3 separate regions of the Gossypium hirsutum genome follow, and all the other regions are linked to region 3. Evidence: chromatin contacts called from public Hi-C data. All regions are on one chromosome and are shown on one strand. Each heading gives the region's core, a stretch centred on a gene start, on an enhancer-like site or on the middle of the called end of the contact. The rest is flanking DNA. Distances are from core to core; before and after follow the strand shown. Region 1 holds the start of LOC107922242 (CTL-like protein DDB_G0288717). Region 2 holds the start of LOC107922493 (protein NUCLEAR FUSION DEFECTIVE 4). Region 3 holds the start of LOC121213599.

Region 1 (2,700 bases), core at 150-2,649, 130 kb before region 3:
AAATTAAAGGAATGGTGATCACAATTGTAAGTAAACTTGTTGTTGGAAGAAGTGAGTTTCTGCAAACACTAAGCTGCGATTGCTGGGAAATTCCTAGTGAACTCAGTGTATTCAGCCAAGATCGTTGTTCCTCGAGCAATGAAGCTATAAATAAACGCTTCCTGATTCATTCTTTTTCTCTCTTGAGTTAAATTCAGTTAGCTCACAAGTTAATCACAGAGACTGAACAGAGAAAGACAATGAAACTTTTCTTGTTCTACTACTTCAACGTTAATGTTTCCTTTTTCATTTTTTTAAGATTGAGTCTGCCATTTCTTTGTTTGTTTCAAAAATAATTTTGTGTGAGTTTAATCATCTTTTGTAATTTATTAATTTCTATTCTTTATTTTTTGAAATATGTATTTTCAATTTGAATTTGGGTGTTTGGAAAGAGAGAAAATTTGGGAAAACGTTGAGAAAAAAATGTTTTATTGGAGCAACAATGAGAAGGGAAGAGAGAAAGAAAGAATATGGGAAAGAAAATTGTTTTGATGATGTCATCTATAACATTGTGCTAATGTGACATGACACATAGGTTATTTCGTTAACTTGTCATTTGATTGACGGTTAACTCACGTTTACCGTTAAAATTAGACTAATTTTTAAAAAATCGTAATATTGAGGATGTCAATAAAAAAAGGGATTAAGGGCCCAAACCTAAAAATCTATAAACGTTGAGGGTATTTTATGCAATTAGGTCAAAATTAAATAAAATACTAAAATAATTTTTTTTATAAAATTAGAGAATCAAATATATATAAAACTATATTCTTTACAACCGATAATGATAACTTAATTATTATTAGTTGAGAAAATTTAGCATGTCTACTCTATAACATTTTGTCGTACTACTTTTAGTTGAGAAAATATAACATTTTGTGTAATAATATTTTTCATACTTTAAATAATAAGATTTTATATTTGAGTTAAATAAATGAAATAAAAAATATAATATATTTGATAATGTATTAAGTAAAGATAATTTTATGTTATGGTAAATCACCAAGTAGGTATAATCTTTCCCTTAGATCACAAGAAAAAAAGGATTGATCTAAGAGTGACAAAATCTGTCATAAATTACCACTTTAATACTAAAATTAACAAGATGAAAAAACAAAAATGGATTGAACGCCTTTGTTGTTGCTTTTTGATACCATGAATCGTGGTCATCAACTCCAACTACTTCATTATGTACACTTGTTAAATTCACTTAGTGTTTTTCTAATAATTAAAAATATATTATTGAAATTTAATTATAATTATTTAAAAAAAACTATATTTCTTTGACATTTTTAAGTAATAGTTCACCCGAAAATAATGGACTTATCTCATATTTATTTTAGTAATGAATAGTTCCACGTGGCACTTCAACAGTTCCGTTCCACCACGACCAAACGGTCCAAACCCACTCATCTTCTTCTCCAGCTCTCAGTTTAGTAATTCGGCTTCCATTCCATGAACAAACAGTCAAACAAAAACCCCCAAATAAATTTAAAATTAAATAAATCCCCCCAAAAAGTACTAAAACGAACAAAACAATAATTATTGAAAGCCAAAGTCCTAAAATTTCTTCTTGCTAATCAGATAAAACGTCTCTCCCCACGGTTGTTTTGTTTTCTCCGTCCCTTGATTCGTCGCTGCGATGGGCAGCACGGAAGAAGATACCACCACTTCCAAACCCACATCTCTATACGACGCCGCTTCCTCCACCGAACCTCTCCTCTTCAAACCCACCACCGGCTCTGCCTACCCATCTCCTCCAATCGAAGAACCACCTCAATCCGGCCCCTCCGAATCCGACCCAACTCAGTCCCTCCAGATCTCTTTCAATTACGGGCCCAGACCTTTCAAAGACCTCCCTTTCCTCATCCTCTTCCTTCTCTTCGTCCTCTGCACTTTCGCTTTCGGTATTTTCTCAATCTTCCATCGAAACGGCAACTACTCCAACGTTTCGGCCTTCACCTACGATTCCAATTCCACTTCGTGCGTTCAAGATACTTCCTTTTTATCAAGTCAATTATGGGTCTCTGAAACTTCATTTTTTGCGTTGTCAAGTTCCAGTCTTTGGACGTATTTAGTATGGACCCTTGTGATAACTTCAGTTTTAAGTGTACCCATATGTTTGCTTTTGCTTTTATTACTCAAACACTACACCAAGCAGATCGTTTATGTCTTGCTTCCTTTCTTTATAATCATGCCGGTTTTCTTTGATGTTTATTGGTTCGTTGCTTGTACCTTGAGCTCTTCTTGTAGTGATGCTTTCCCTTTGGTCTATAGAATTCTGGTGCTTATTTTCATTTTGTTAATAGTTGGGGTTATTGTTTGGATCATTGTGGCTAATTGGCATCGGATCGAGTTGACTGTGAGGATTATCGGGGTTGCTTCCGATGCGCTTTCGAGGAATTTAGGGTTGTTTTTGGTGATACCGTTGTTGACCGTTGGATTGTTGGCTTATTATGCGTCAATTGTTGTGTTCTTGGTGTTTTCTAGGTTTAATGGGAAAATTGTGGCTAAAGAATCGAATGGGGAGTATACTTGTGTTTGGAAACAAGATAGCTGGGTGCCTGCTTATTTTACATTGGCTATTTTGACAATGTTGTGGTCCTTGACCAGTATGGTGGAAGCTCAGGTTTATGTTACCAGTGGCACCATTGCTCAGTG
Region 2 (2,700 bases), core at 147-2,646, 230 kb before region 3:
GTTAAGGTTTTTGGCAACAACAAAAAAAGAACAAGTTGAGGTTAAGGGCAAGGAATGGAAGAAGCTTACTTGAGAAAGTACTCGGAAACAGAGCCGGAAATGATTCGTCCAAAAAAGCCCCAAATACTGGTCAATGAAATGAATATAGAAACGTCGGCGTGACCCAAGGCTAACCCGATCTGTGCCATGTTGTTTATCACCGCCATACCTGTTCCCACCCCACAAAGGAACGATGTGAACAATACCCAAAAGTCCCATGTCTGCATCGCCTCCATTATCGTGTGCTCCTCTCCTATCACCGGTTTTGTCTTTTCCACTAACACCGTTGCGTCATCCGCCGAAGCTGCTGCTGCCACTTCGGTAATGATCTCCTTTGTCTCCGCCGGCGGCGACGTAGTTTCCTCTTTCAGCAACGGTTGTTGTCGCTCCATGTCAGCTTCGAACCCGACCAAGCGCCAACTCTTTACAAAAGCATATATCGGCACCGCCAACGGACTAGCTAATAAAATAAGAAGTATAACCGCGAAAACCAGCGAAAACACTTGATTGGTTGAACCGATGAGGTCGTAAGTTAAAAGATAAACAGCGACGACGACGGCGACTATGTTGAATATTGCGAAATAGCGGGCTTCTTCCTTCTCCGCAGCGACGGAAGTAGATTGGGGGATTTCACGGAGGAATAAGATGGCGACAAGGCAAACAGCAAAAGGGATTACGGCAAGCATGACGAGGAATCGTGCTGGGTCATCGGAGAAGAGGGCAGAGCATAAGTCTGTGAAGATAGCGGTGCTGAGACCGACATACCCTTTTAAGATTCCGGAGACCGGACCACGGTTTCGCCGGAAGTTGCGGATGCAAGTGACTAACACGGCAGTGTTCATCCATGTGGTGCTGTTGCCTCCCAAGCACATAAATATACACATCTGCCAGTAAGGAAGTGGATGGATTTTCTGACTGACGACAAGCCATTGAGCACCATACCCAATCAAGCCTTCAATGGCACCAATAAGGAGGATGACGGGAGTGGGCAAACGATCAGAGGCAAGACCGGCAAGGAGACCAAAAGCCTTACCAACATCTTTAGCCACTGACAAATTGTTAAGCTGAAGCTGGGTAAGGTTCATAAGCGTCTTGATGGCATCAGAGTAGTTTGAGAAAGTGTAATTATTGCCTGAAATGGTCTGCACCCATACTGCAGATACGAAGCCTAGCCATTTCCAGGCACTGAACGTGTGACTTTCTCGAATCCCCATCAGAAAAATCTCGCCGACAACCACTACACTTTGAACGGTAGGTGTGGGATGGATTTTTAAAGTTTTCAGAGCTCGAAATTTAGAGCCTTCCTGTATTTGTGACTTGCGGCCTTGCTTGGTTATTTAAAGAGTAAAAGTTTGGACCCATATGTAGAATCCGTAGACTTCGGTTAATTAAATAATAATAATAAATTAGTAATTCAACTTTGATTTAAATCACAAAATATTCATTTAACTTTTAATTCAATTCAGAAAATAACAAATCAGTTTTACTAACTATTTTCCATTACGAATTAATGGAAAATTGACGCGATATTTAATCGGTCACCTTAGAGTCTATGCTGTCATTTAAACAACCTTAATAAAAATTTGACTATTATCAAAAATTAAAATTCTTTTCAACTTCTTTCTTTATTTCTCTATGTTATATTTCTCTCTATTTTTTCCCTTTAGAACAATCCCTTCATCCAAAAACACCAATACAACTATTAACAAACCCCTAGAAAGAGGAAGATAAAGTTGAAGAGAGAATAGAGGGGAAATCCAAATATTATTTTATTATTTTTCCCCAATTTTAATTCTTTAATTTCATCAAAGCTGTATTTTTTTCATTTGCTTTTTTGTTTTGTATCAAACAATTATTTTTACCTTCTTATTTCCTTTCTCATTTGAAAAAAAAAATTAAGGGTTTCATTTATCTTTTAATTATTTAACTTCTTTCTTAAAATTGAAGTGTTCCATTTCGGAATTGGGATTTAATTTTTCTTGGTTGTTGTTGATTTTTGTTTTGTTTGATTTTTTATTTTTTATTTCTCTTTGCTCAATAGAAAACGAGTATAATCGACGTGGTTTGGTGGTACAGTTTAATGAGTAAAATAAAACTTCAAAATCAAATTCTACCAAATGAGATTATTCTATATATAGAATACAAAAACAAAAAAAATGAAGAAAAGAGGGGAAAAGAAAGAAGGGGCCTGCTTTAGAAGAAGAAGACCCTTCTGCTCCTCATGTCCAACATGACACGTTGGTGATCGATTTATTATTTTTTAAAAGTATAGTGACCGAATTGAAAGTTGAGTGACTGTTTTGTCATCAAGATCAAAGTTGAGTGACTGTTAGTATAATTTATTCCTAAAAATATTAAAAGTTATTAGGAAAAAAAACTGATTGGGCCATCTTTGAAAAGAAAAAAAAGGTGGTAGGACCAAGTTTCGATTTTTATTATTTTCTGTTCACAACAATTTTTCTAATAAAAAAGTGAAAAAGAAAGAAAAGAAAGTTATTAATTTTTTCTTTTCTTTTTTTAATAAAAGGAATTTTGATTTTTTGTGGAAAATAAAACAAGAGTTAATTGCATAAATATCCCTGAATTATAATTTATATTTTAAATTGATTTTTAAACTTTAGGGTATTATATTATTTTGCCATGCTATTGCTAGCCATCAAA
Region 3 (2,700 bases), core at 66-2,565:
AAATGCCAATTTCTTGCCACATTGATGGCCTAAAATTTAAGTATAAAATTTAAAATTTCTTATCTATTTAAAAAATTGATCAAATTTTCACAAGTATAAAATTTAATTTCTATCGGATATAAAAAATTGCACAAAATTTAACAATAATTTTTTTTATCAATATACTTTATTTTTTAAAAACAGAAATTATCCCAACAATTATTTAATCAATATATTTTATTTTTTAAACACAAACTATCCCAAATATTTTTAAATGGAAATTAAAAATAATTTTAAATAAACATGTGTATGTATTAATAAAAGTATATTAAATTAATTTTTTAATCAATAAATGGGCTAGATTTTATTAATATACAAAAGAAAAAACAAAACTGAATAAGACCCAAAATCCACGGGCTTAAAAGCAAAAAAGAAAGCATAAATGACCCGACCCAACAACACAATGCCCAAAACCAACCAGTCCTAAAACAAATTAAGGTAAAATAAATAAAGCAGACCAAAAGACTGACCAGCCACATTCAATGATGAAAAAAGCCCAACAATTCATTTCCACATTTCAAGACCAGGCGGTTGCATCTTCCAAGAGAACCAAAAACCCTCTTCCATTTCTTTTCCATCGTTCCCGATTCTTTCATCCCCTAAACACAAGAGCTCTTTCAATCTGGTTCGCGCGGCTAGTCATCTTCCATTCTCCGTCTGCCAGATCTGGAAACCCCACCTTCCATGTAAGTTTGCTCCTTCCTTCTTAAACATTATGCCGTTAGTATATGAGAAAGTTGATTGGCTTTCCTGTTCACATGTTGAAATCGAACCCACCGGAATTTTTTCGAAATTTGTTGAATATTCCTTATATAAGCACCAATTTCCGACTTATTAAGGGAATTTATTCGACATTTATTAACAACTGATAACGAGTCCCCTTCAAAGATAAGATCTGACCAGCCCTTTTCCATACTTGTTTGTACTGCCCAAGAACATGCAAGGGCCTCTACAGCGAAAGCGGACGCAACATTTTCATGAAGTATTGTTCGTGAGACCAGAACCCAACCGCCAGCGTTTCTTGCCACTCTTCTAGAGCAAGATTGAAGACAATCTTTGTCAAAAGCCTCATCAAAATTAACTTCGATAAGTTCACCATGTGTGGGAATCCACTGATCATTCGCACTCATTCTAGTAGGCCCATCTAACTCTGATTTATCAATTTCCACTAAGCAGCAAAGTAAATCATTTGCGATCTTCCGTCCAGTTTTTGTCTGTTTCTCATTAACTGTTTTGTTTCTATCTAACCAGATTGCCCATAGTGCCCCTCCAAACATCCTACTAGTATGATGATTACTCTCCCTAAACACCTAGGTAAGCTATTCAAACCCGCCCAAATCTGCTCTGTTTAAAACCCAACGAAGGCCTAATTGTGACCATACTTGTAATACAAGGCAATTTCAAAAATCATGGTCCCAATTTTCCGTACCCTCCGTACATCGAGGGCAGACAGTATTAATCACCAAGGTTTGAAGGTTCAGATTTGTAAATGTAGGGATATAATTGTTAGCAATTTTGCAGATTGTAATCTTAATCTTAGTGGGAAGTTTAAGGCTGTAGAGCTTCCTATAAAAAGCATTAGAAATGGTCAGTAAATCATTAAAATTAGTCCCAAAAATACCTACTTGTAATAGTTTATAGGCACTCCGGATCGAGAACTTCCCCGAGTGTTCACCCCGCCACACCACAAAGTCATCATGTTGGACCTTGGCCAATAGTATCCGTAGAATTCGTTTTGCATCCCCAGACGAGAAGGTATTGAACACAATCTCCTTATTCCAATCCCTCGTAATATTATCAATAAGTTACGCCATAAAGGAAACAACATTATTTTGCATGTCATCACATAATTTGTAATTAACTGAACCTGGAATCCATGCATGCTCCGAGATTAAAATGCTTTCCCCCGAACCAACTTGCCAGCAGGAGCCCTTTTGCAATAAACCTTGGCAGCTTAACGTGCTGTTTGGTTCGGTGTAATGGGTATGCCATTACAGCCCTATTCCATGGGCCCCACCTATTCCGTCGTTTGGTTGGGTGTAATGCCCTATTATGGGCTTATTACATTACGCCCCTATTCTTAAAATCTGCTGCTTTCTATTCCCTTCCAAAAGCTCAGTTTTGCTTCCCCATTACAGCTCTCGATTTCATCTGCCCTGTTTTACCCTCCCAACCCGAAAGCCACCTCCACCCTCTCCCTCCCAACATGAAACAGAAGCTGCCAGCAAATCTTTTGTTCCTGAAGGTAGCTGCAAAAAAAACTGGAGGACCGGCCACACCAAGTGAGTTTTTCTCTGATCTGATTCTATAACTTTTTCCTTCCTTTCAGCCGCCACAACTGCTTCTTCTTCATCACTCATCAGCAGAATGCCTCTTCTTCTTCATCCGCTCGCCGGCCGCCAGTCATCCGTGTCCATTTTCGGACAATGGTGTCTTGACAGTTCGTATTCTGTAGGACACCAGTACGAGAGGGGAAAATCCGTGTTGGTGCTTCTCCATTGCCTGACATCCTTATACAAGAAAGGTTTTTTATTTGCTAACATTTTACACCTCATTCTGTTCTCTGAAAAAAATTTGAATTTTGATTCATTCCCATATGACTCATCCCTTGAAGCAATATAAACTACAAACTGTGTGGCTTTATATTCAATCTCAACCTTA

What was found. A called contact is a pair of places that touch in the nucleus more often than the background predicts.
Region 1: a Hi-C map of leaf shows a contact between it and region 3, with 2.6 times the contacts expected there. The contact joins the promoter of LOC107922242 here to the promoter of LOC121213599 in region 3. A contact is called at or near these places in 6 of 34 Hi-C or Micro-C datasets (anther, callus, fibers and 1 more).
Region 2: a Hi-C map of leaf shows a contact between it and region 3, with 2.8 times the contacts expected there. The contact joins the promoter of LOC107922493 here to the promoter of LOC121213599 in region 3. A contact is called at or near these places in 9 of 34 Hi-C or Micro-C datasets (hypocotyl and leaf).

What each region holds. Positions count from the first base shown.
Region 1 is chrD01:54,863,413-54,866,112 of Gossypium_hirsutum_v2.1, forward strand. It overlaps LOC107922242 (CTL-like protein DDB_G0288717), which reads left to right and starts at 1,400. Exons shown (of 3, transcript XM_016852162.2): 1 at 1,400-2,700. The coding sequence starts at 1,682.
Region 2 is chrD01:54,763,937-54,766,636 of Gossypium_hirsutum_v2.1, forward strand. It overlaps LOC107922493 (protein NUCLEAR FUSION DEFECTIVE 4), which reads right to left and starts at 1,397. Exons shown (of 2, transcript XM_016852562.2): 1 at 70-1,397. The coding sequence starts at 1,253.
Region 3 is chrD01:54,995,797-54,998,496 of Gossypium_hirsutum_v2.1, forward strand. It overlaps LOC121213599, which reads right to left and starts at 1,316. Exons shown (of 1, transcript XM_041086395.1): 1 at 753-1,316. The coding sequence starts at 1,316. The coding sequence ends at 753. LOC107922436 (histidine biosynthesis bifunctional protein hisIE, chloroplastic) reads left to right here and starts at 516. Exons shown (of 6, transcript XM_041087435.1): 1 at 516-725.